Regions from separate parts of the Macaca mulatta genome. Here region 2 is linked to region 1. The links are chromatin contacts, called in public Hi-C maps. All regions are on one chromosome and are shown on one strand. Each heading gives the region's core, a stretch centred on a gene start, on an enhancer-like site or on the middle of the called end of the contact. The rest is flanking DNA. Distances are from core to core; before and after follow the strand shown.

What was found. Hi-C and Micro-C count contacts between places; a contact is called where the count stands out from the background.
Region 2: a contact with region 1 is called in a Hi-C map of fetal cortex germinal zone, with 3 times the contacts expected there. The contact joins two enhancer-like sites. A contact is called at or near these places in 4 of 14 Hi-C or Micro-C datasets (cortical neurons, fetal cortex germinal zone, fetal cortical plate and 1 more).

The regions. Positions count from the first base shown.
Region 1 is chr1:235,053,790-235,058,060 of T2T-MMU8v2.0, forward strand. No RefSeq gene overlaps it. Among named protein-coding and RNA genes, the nearest start is that of KCNAB2, 250 kb to the left of the region's middle. Within about 2 kb of position 1,727, at least 10 of the 40 cell types and tissues checked have an H3K27ac peak or open chromatin away from gene starts, as enhancers often do. A contact at or near this core is called in fetal cortex germinal zone and fetal cortical plate, where this site is marked.
Region 2 is chr1:235,287,000-235,291,270 of T2T-MMU8v2.0, forward strand. No RefSeq gene overlaps it. Among named protein-coding and RNA genes, the nearest start is that of KCNAB2, 480 kb to the left of the region's middle. Within about 2 kb of position 1,757, at least 6 of the 40 cell types and tissues checked have an H3K27ac peak or open chromatin away from gene starts, as enhancers often do. A contact at or near this core is called in fetal cortex germinal zone and fetal cortical plate, where this site is marked.

The DNA.
Region 1 (4,271 bases), core at 477-2,976:
GGCTCAGGTCTGGGTCTGGGCTGCAGCTCAGGCAGGCAAAGGAGCAAAGCCGGCTGCGGCACCTGGTGCGCTCCTGACCGACAGCTTGGCAGGTGCAGCCCTCACCCTGCCTCTGCGCTCTGACTTTCCGGGTAAGGCGGGTCACACTGCACACCGCTGCCCTCGCCGTTTCAACTGTAAGTCCCCTGATTTGGAATAACAGTGACTTGCATATTTGAGGAGCTCAAGAGGGGGAAGTTTAATAAGATGCCAACTGAGTAAATGCCAGTTGCTTCAAAAAAAGCAATTTAAATTGTTCAGTGGATACACGTTTGGGAAGCCTACGAAGCCTGGGAAGCCCGCCTGCTGCCGCCATCGTGCTGGGCTCTTCTCGGTGCCTGTCTGATGGCTGCTGTCAGTGGCTGCAGGCTGTTTGCTTCCAGAAATCACGCAACAGACAAAACTGGAGGTCCCTGCACTTGGTGCGATGTTGGCTCCCCGGGAGCTGCGCTCAGAAAGCACCAGCACTGACATCATGATTGAGACCAGGGCTCAGGGTCCAGGGTCCAGGTGCTGCCATCAGTGGCTCAGGGGCTATGGATGGGATGGCAGAGCCATTCCAAGTCTAGGGCCTGGCCAGGGACCCAGGGCCAGGTCAGCGTCCTTTGTCTGCAGTGCCGATTGGCTGGGCTCTGGGCAGACAGGACTCAGCCACTTGCTTGTGGATGGTGGCAGGACTGTTGTGGCCAGAGGATCCCTGGTGCTAACTGGCCTCCCCTGTCAGCTGCTCCCTCAGCAGAAAAGGGAGCAACTACAGGGCAGCCTTTCTTGGAGCCCGGCTCTTCCCTTCTGAACGCCTGCAAAAGGTGCTGGGTGCTGGCCACGCTGCCCTGCCCACCTGGCTCTGGCACCCTCAGAATCCTTTGCAGGGGCTCTCCCAAGCATGGGGAGCTCCTGGACCAGCGCTCTCCTCCTTAGGGTCTGGGAGTTAAGTCCATGTTTTGGTGCCATGACCCATGGCTGCCACCAGAGGTCAGCAGGCCCACGGCGGGCTGCAGGGTGGACGCTGTGGCCAGAGCAGCAGCAGGGACGGGAGGTCTGAGGGGTGAAGCCGGCAGCAACCTGGACACAGGTGTTGGCTGGTGTCTTGGAGGTCACCTCTGGCCAGGCCCTCTGGCTGGCTGAGCTGTGGTCTTTAGCCACCAGGGGCATAGAGGGTGTCAGCTGCCTTGGAAAAGCTACAGGGGTCCCGGCAGCTGATTCTGGTGCCTCCTTGGGGACCCCAGGCAAAGCACAGTGCTCATGACCATCATGACCAGGGTGGCGTTTGGAGTCATTCCAAGCAGGCTTTAAATCCTGTGTGGCCTTGGGGCACTTCCTTTACCTCTCTGAGCCTCAGGTAACTTTCCATCTGTAAAATGGGAGAAATCATCAAAGGGCTGTTGGAAAGATCCAACAAAATAACGCATGCAAAGAACTCAGCACAGGCTGGCGTGACGCAGTCACGCAATAAACCATACGATTGTCATTCCTGTCATCAATAGAGTTTTCAGGGGGATCGTCCTTTCTGTCGTCGTCTTCTCCAGGATGCTCCTGCTGGCTTTTAATGTTTCTAATCTCCTGTTGATTATTCCTGGGGTTTCAGCCAAATAAGCACTGCCAATTAAAGCTCTTGCTGTAGCGCCGAGTGGGGTTGCCATGGCAATGGGAGCAAGGATTTCACTTCTTCCTTGGAATACACACACACATGTGTGAGTCTTTTTGTGGGTTTCTGCCCGTGTGTCTAGCTGTTACCAGAACTCCCTGCCGCGGAGCTAGAGGTGGCAGGTGGGAAGAGAGAGGGAGGAAAGTGGGACGTGGGGTGCGGTGTGGGGGCCCCTCCTCCTGCACGGAGCCCCCTTCAGCCTGGGAAGCCTTTGCCTGGGATGCTGCAGCCAGCGTTGCGAGGGAACGAATGTGGGTTTCCCCGTGCAAACTTGCTCTGCCCTTGCAATGGCCTCAGGGGCCCTGTCCAGCCTGGTTGGCAGGATGAGGCTGTGCTGGGTGACAGACGGCCCTGCCTGAGTCTTCAGAGCGTTACAGATGTGTGTGTGTCTGTGTGTTGTCCCTGTGTGTATTTGTGTATGTGTTTCTGTGTGTTCCTGTGTGTCTGTATCTCTTTTTCTGTGTATCTGTGTGTGTGTCTGTGCTTGTGTGTGTCTGTGTGTATTTCTGTGTGTGTCTCTGTGTGTGTGTGTGTGTGTATCTGTGTCTCTTTCTCAGTTTGTGTGTCTGTTCCTGTATGTGACTCTGTGTATGTCTCTTTGTGTGTACATGTGTGTGTCTCTGTACCTGTGACTCTGCGTGTGTGAGTGTGCGTGTGTGTTGGGGGGCTTGAGTTGGTCATTGAAGCTGAATCTCAGACAGGCTACAGGATTTTAAACTCAACTCAGGCCTGGGGTTAATTGAGGTCCAGGGAGGGGCTGAGCTGGAACCAGAGCAGGGGCTCACTCCGACCTCCGGCTTCTCTGAATTCCAGATGCAGTCAGCATCAGGCCTACCCCGTGTCAGCACTGGGAGCTCCTGGAACAAGAGCTAGCTCTTGCATGTGGGGATTGGCTGGAACTTTTTTCAGTTTAAAAGGGTCAAAGTAGCTTGAGTAAAATTAAATAAATACATGGAAGAAAGAAAGAGAGAAAGGAAGGAAGGGAGGGAGGGAGGAAAAAAGGAAGGGAGGGAGGAATAAAGAAAGAAAAAGAAAGAAAAAAAGAACACAGCCCCAGGCGCACATAGAGACGCTGCGCCGGGCCCAGTTACCCAGGGTCGAGGCCCAGCCAGCTTCACGCAGAGCTGGATCTGGCTCTGTGAGCGTGGCAGGCCTGACTTTCTCCAGCAAGTGTTTGGAGCCCTGTTGCTGGGGTGGAGCTGGATGTCTCATGTGAAGGGCAGAGCTTCTTGCTGGTAGCGTGGACACAGCAGATCTCATGGAAGGATGGGACCAGCCTTGCTGGAGTCCAGCACCCAGGCCTGGGCCACCCCGGGCCTGGGGACGGTGGTCTTTGGCTGGATCCAGGTCTCCTTTCCTCAGGGCTAGGGTGGGTAGTGAAAATGGATACACAGTGCCCAGGACCACATGGGCAGGGAGAGGGGGAGGCTGCCCCCAGGACCCTGCATCCACACCTGTGGGACGGGCTCGCCTTCGCTGCTAGGTGAGGAATGCCTCACTGAGGACAGAGCTTCATGTTCTGCACCCGTGATGTGCCCTGCAGTGTGCAGGGGCTGATGGAGGAGCCGTGGGCTAGGCTCTCTGTGAGCCTGTGATCTCACCACCCCGGCACCTCTGCACTGAGGGGAGGCAGCAAGAGAGGGGAGCTCATCTGAAGGAGTCAGTGCCAGCTTTGAGAAGCCTTAGCCCCTTTTAGACACCTGGAGGCTGGGAAGCCCCAGTCTCCCCCAGCCCCCTCCGTGGGGATTGGTATGAGCAGGTCCTGTCCTGCCCAGGAAGCAGCTTCCTGGGATTTGGAAGGCAGGAGCCTTGGAGGGAGGTGCCAGCTTGCCTTGAGTTGGCTGAGGAGGGGGCAGCCCCTCCAGGGGTCATACGATGGGCTAGGCAGAGCATAACTTCCAACTGCTATTGCCGGACTTGCTTGGAAATGCCCCGGGTGCTGAGGGCTCTGAGGGGCCTCAGGCAGCCCATGTGGCCAGTGGTCCCTCCCTCTCAGTTGAGATTCCACGTTCAGGAACTGTGTCTTCTTCGCTGCTGACATCACAGAGCCAGCCCAGCTGGGTGGTTGGTGAAGGCCAGGAGCCCAGCTGATGGGGCCATGGTGGACATCCTGCTGGGAGTGGCGGTGTCAGGGCTGCAGTCAGGGGTGCTGGGGAAGGGACCCCAACATCTCTCAAGAGGTGAGAGAGGTCCTTAGTGGCTGGTGTTTGTGGACAGTTTTCACCTTGCTGAAGATGAGCCACCTAGACGTGACATCTGCGGGACTGAGGCGGTGCTGTGGGGAAAAGGGGACCAGGTCACTGCTCCTGCACTTGAGGAAGTCACAATATCCAGCACACATGCCATTTCCTGAAGACACATGCCTGTCTTGCCAGGCAAGAGACTATGACTGTAATAATTAAAGAAAGAGGAGAGAAACATGAAGGGTGGCTGTACAGTCAACAGGGACAGGTTTATTTTAAATAAACCTGAGAGGGGCAGCTGGCTGAGTTAGGTCAGAGCCACACTCTTTTATGGACTAAGAGGTTTTAAGGATTTAGGGTGGGAGAGTTTATTAGAAGCTTGGACTGCTTCCGTGTTTCTTTTT
Region 2 (4,271 bases), core at 507-3,006, 230 kb after region 1:
TTAATCCCTGCAACAACCCTATGGTGTGAGAGGTTTTAATACCTTCCACTTTACAGTTTGGGGGACTGAGGTCTGGAGAGGTTGCTAAGCTCACACAGCTAGTAAATGGCCCAGCCATGAAACCACTCAGGTGAGAGAAGGGAGGTGGCTTGAGGGGAAAGACAGGCTTCTGTTTTTGAGTGAGTAGGCATCTTTTCAGCTGTTCTCTGTCTTCCCGAAAGTGTAACCCAGTCCCACACCCGTGGTGGGGGTGGGCTTCTGTCTGGTCCAGGAATTTGCCAGAGGTTAGATGGGTGTTTGCAGACTGGGAGATACACAGAGGAAACTCTCACAGCCACAGGGAGGGGGTCCTGGGAGAGGAGCCTCTGTGGCTGGGAACCCCCATCTGCCATGCTCTAATCTGGAATAATGCAATTGTAAATCCACTTATGTGACATCTGTTTAGTCATGATCGTCCATCATGAACCTGACTTGTCATATCACCAGCTTGGCTGTGATCGCCTATTTCAGGGCGGGGGCCCTGGTACATTAGCAAAATCTCATAGAATCTTGTCCCTGATTGGTTCATCTCAGCTGCCGCTCTGATGACCTTAACATGGCAATAGGGAGCAGACAGGTCAATTCAGAGTTTGTAGGAAGGGCACGGTCTTGGTTCAGGAAGAGCTTCTATGGATGTGAAGACACAAAGGAGCAGAGGCCAGCATCCAGGGCACAGCCAGCAGACCGAGGCCAGCAACCGGGCTAAAGATACACGACTGAGAGCCAAAGGATCCAGGGCTCCAGGAACACAAGCTGGGGTGTGTAGCCACTCTTGAGGGTGAGCTGCCATGAGATGCCTGGTGGGCCAGTGGCCACCCCAAAGGTGCAGGGTGTGCCCATTGGGCCATCAAAAGGATCAAATAGAATTGTCATAGAACCAATTAGAGGGCCAAGGAGGCTCTGTTGAGACATCCTCTTCGGAGACATCAAGTTGGTCATGCAAAGCACAGGTTAGCTGATGTAACAAGTTGAAGTCTTGTGCTGTGGTCTGAGTACTGGTTCCCCAAAGCTCATGTTGAAATTTGATCTCCACTGTTGGAGATGAGACCCGGTGGGAGGTGTTTGGGTCTTGGGAGCGGATCCCTCATGAAGGTTTTGGTGTCCTCCTCAAGATAATGAGTGAGTTCTCCCTCTATTAGTTCCCATGAGAGCTGGTTGTTAGAAAGAGCCAGGCACTTCCCCTGTCTCTCTTGCGTCTTCTCTCCCCTTGTGGCCTTTGCACACCCGGCTCCATTTTACCTTCCTCCATGAGTGGAAGCAACCTGAGGCTCTCACCAGATGCACAATCTTGCCACCAGCAGAATCGTAAGCCAAATACACTTTATTTTTTAAAAATAAATTACTCAGCCTCAGGTATTCCTTTATAGAACTACAAACGGACTAAGACATCGTGCTTGGTGCAGGAGTGGTCCAGGAGGTTTTTAACTCCAGGAAGGGACTCAGGGCAGGCTCTGGGCTTTGGACGTAAGCTCAGTGCTTACTTTGTCGTTGACAAACAGTTAAGTCTATTTCAGAAACAGATATAACTTGTACCTGTGGTTTTACTAATCTCTTTATAATAGACAATATTTATAGTAATGACATGAATAATGCATATCGTTATTTTAATCAAAAGTTACACTGTTACGGAAAAAGCACACGAGACCGGAGCAGGCGCTGAAATCCGGCTTTCTGAGCCCAGCCTCCTGCAAGATCCGCCTGGGGGCCTGGCAGCGCTGCCGCCTCGCTGCGCCCCCGGTGGCCATTAGTGGAATTGCCGGCACTACACCTGATAGGCAACAGCTCCACAGAACTGCACTGAGATCCTTTATAGTCATCGAGCGTTTGTGTGACTTTGCTATCTCTCCTCTAGCTTTTAAACCCAGATACTCTTTCTTACTCGCTGCACTCACTCATTCTTTCATTCAACAACTATGGATGGGTTTCGTGCTTCAGGGTCTTGGTGATGGAACTCTGTTGGTGAAACAGACAAGGGCTCTGCTCCATGGACCGTACATTCCAGGGACCATAAAGGGAAGAGAGAAGGCTTGTCCAAGCAGTCCAGGCTTGACCTTGGACCAGCCAGAGGTCCAAGCAGTGAGAGGACAACAGCAGGAGGGACAGAAGTGCAAAGGAGGACTGAGAGGAGAGGAGTTCCTGTTTAAATTTACCCACAGAGGGAAGTCATTGATGGCTTTAAGCCCAGTTGTGACATGACACTCATTGCTTTGAGAATTCTACATGGCCTGCTCTGCAGAGAATGGATGGTAGAGGGGGAGGTGAAAGAGGGAGTTCTGATAGGAGGCTGCAGCAGGTGGCTTTGGGCTAGGATGGCCACAGTGATGGAGAGGGAGAGGTGGATGGAGAGAAAACCTAGATGTGGAATGGCAGGTGCAGGATTGGATGGGGGAAGGCTAGGGGAGAAGCAGACTGGCTGCACAGGTGCTTGGAGGAGTCAGGGAGACTGGGAGGGGCTGGGGGAGGGTATGTCCCTTATGTTCTAAACACAAAGCCTGCCGGGTTTTTGGTTGATGTTTGGAAAAGAGAAGCGTCAGGCCTAAAAGGAGTGGCTGCTTTCTTGTGGTGTGTAAACAGAAGCTTCTTAAGGGGATTGAAATGTTGGAGGGGTTGGCATGCTGTCTGTTGGACAAAAAGTTTGCTCAGGATCTTGAAGCTGTGACCCTTGGGTGCTGCGAGGACAGTCAGGTGACTGGGGCCTGCAGGTAGACTGCTCACCGTTGCATGCCCCTTATGGCCACCATGGAGCTACAGACACAGGGTCCCCCTCCAACAGCCTCCGGATGGCATGGGCTGCATTGGTCAGTGGCTGAGGCCTGAAGCTGCCTTTGGTGAGCTGAAGTGGGCTTGGTGTACCATTCCCTGCACTGGGGCCCGAGTGAAGACCTTACTTCCTTGGCCTCATCCCCAGGTCCACACCCTGCACTTCATGGTCTCACGGCTCCAATATGGAAATGAACTGTGAGAAGAAGTGCCACAGGGATTCGAGGGACAAAGGGGGCAAGGCCACCCCAAGCAGGTGGGACCCTTCCTAGCAGGGGCCAGCCCCCAACCATCTTGCACCTCCAGCCGATCAGCAGGAGTTTTCACAGAGGGAGCCAGATATCAGAAGAGCAGAGTGCTTGGAGCGGCCGGCACCTGACAGCCCAGGACAGCTTCAGCCTCGTCCCTGCACCTTGCAGGGACCCAGAGCCCACCTGGATCCTGACCTCTTGTGTGTCTCATCCTCAGGGGTCAGTGGGGCATGCTCTATGTCAGTCGGGTCCTCTGAGAAGCTGATGGCAAGCTGAGATGAGAAGTGCAGGGTAAAGGGGAGGGGAAAGTGTCTAGGGCGGGACTTGGGGCCATGACTGGCTTCTCTGCTCCAGGTCTTAGGAGGCCAACATCAAGCCATTGGCCAGCCTGGGCTCCTATCTGGAGGCTCTGAGGGAAGTTCTGTTTCCTTGCTCATGAGGGTTGTTGGTGGAATTCAATTCCTGGTGGCTGTAGGACTGAAGTCTGGCTCCTGGTTGGTTGTAGCCAGGCTTGTTCTCAGCTTCTAGAGGCATCCTGCATTCCCCAGATCACAGCCCCCTTTCTCCATCCTTAAAGCCAGCAATAGCAGGTTGAGTCCTCGATACTCTTTGAATCTCTCTAACCTCCCCTTCTGCCTCACTTCTCCTGCCCCAGCCAGAGAAAGTTCTCTGCTTTTAAGGTCCTGTGAGATGAACTTGAGTCCACTCAGCTCATCGGGATAATCTATTTTAAAACCCGTATCCTTCATAACACCCGTCAAGTCCCTTTTGCCACGTGCTGTACCATATTCACAGGTCCAGAAGGTGGGGACATCTTTAGGGGGACAGAGTTCTGTCTACCACAAGTGTAGAGCATGACCCTGGAGGCAGCATTTGCTTATTTATTGTGAAAATATTTATTGAGCATCTATTGCATGCCAAGGTCATGACATGCTGAAAAGCATAGTCCTGTCTTTACAGGTGTGTAGTTGGGCAATGGGATGGTGGAGGAGAGAACGGAGAGCCGTTTGGAGATGACAAGTGCTCTGAACAAAGGTGGAAATCTCGAGCTCAGCATGTGGCCCAGCTGGCACCTGCAGAGAGGAGGCAGGATGAGTGACCACAGGAGGATGGACTCACTGTGGAGCTCAGCTGAATGGCAGAAACTTCTGGGCCTGCTTTGCTGTGCGGGGGAACTTCATGGCCCCCCACTTGCTTTCAGACACTTCTGCCTGGCATCAC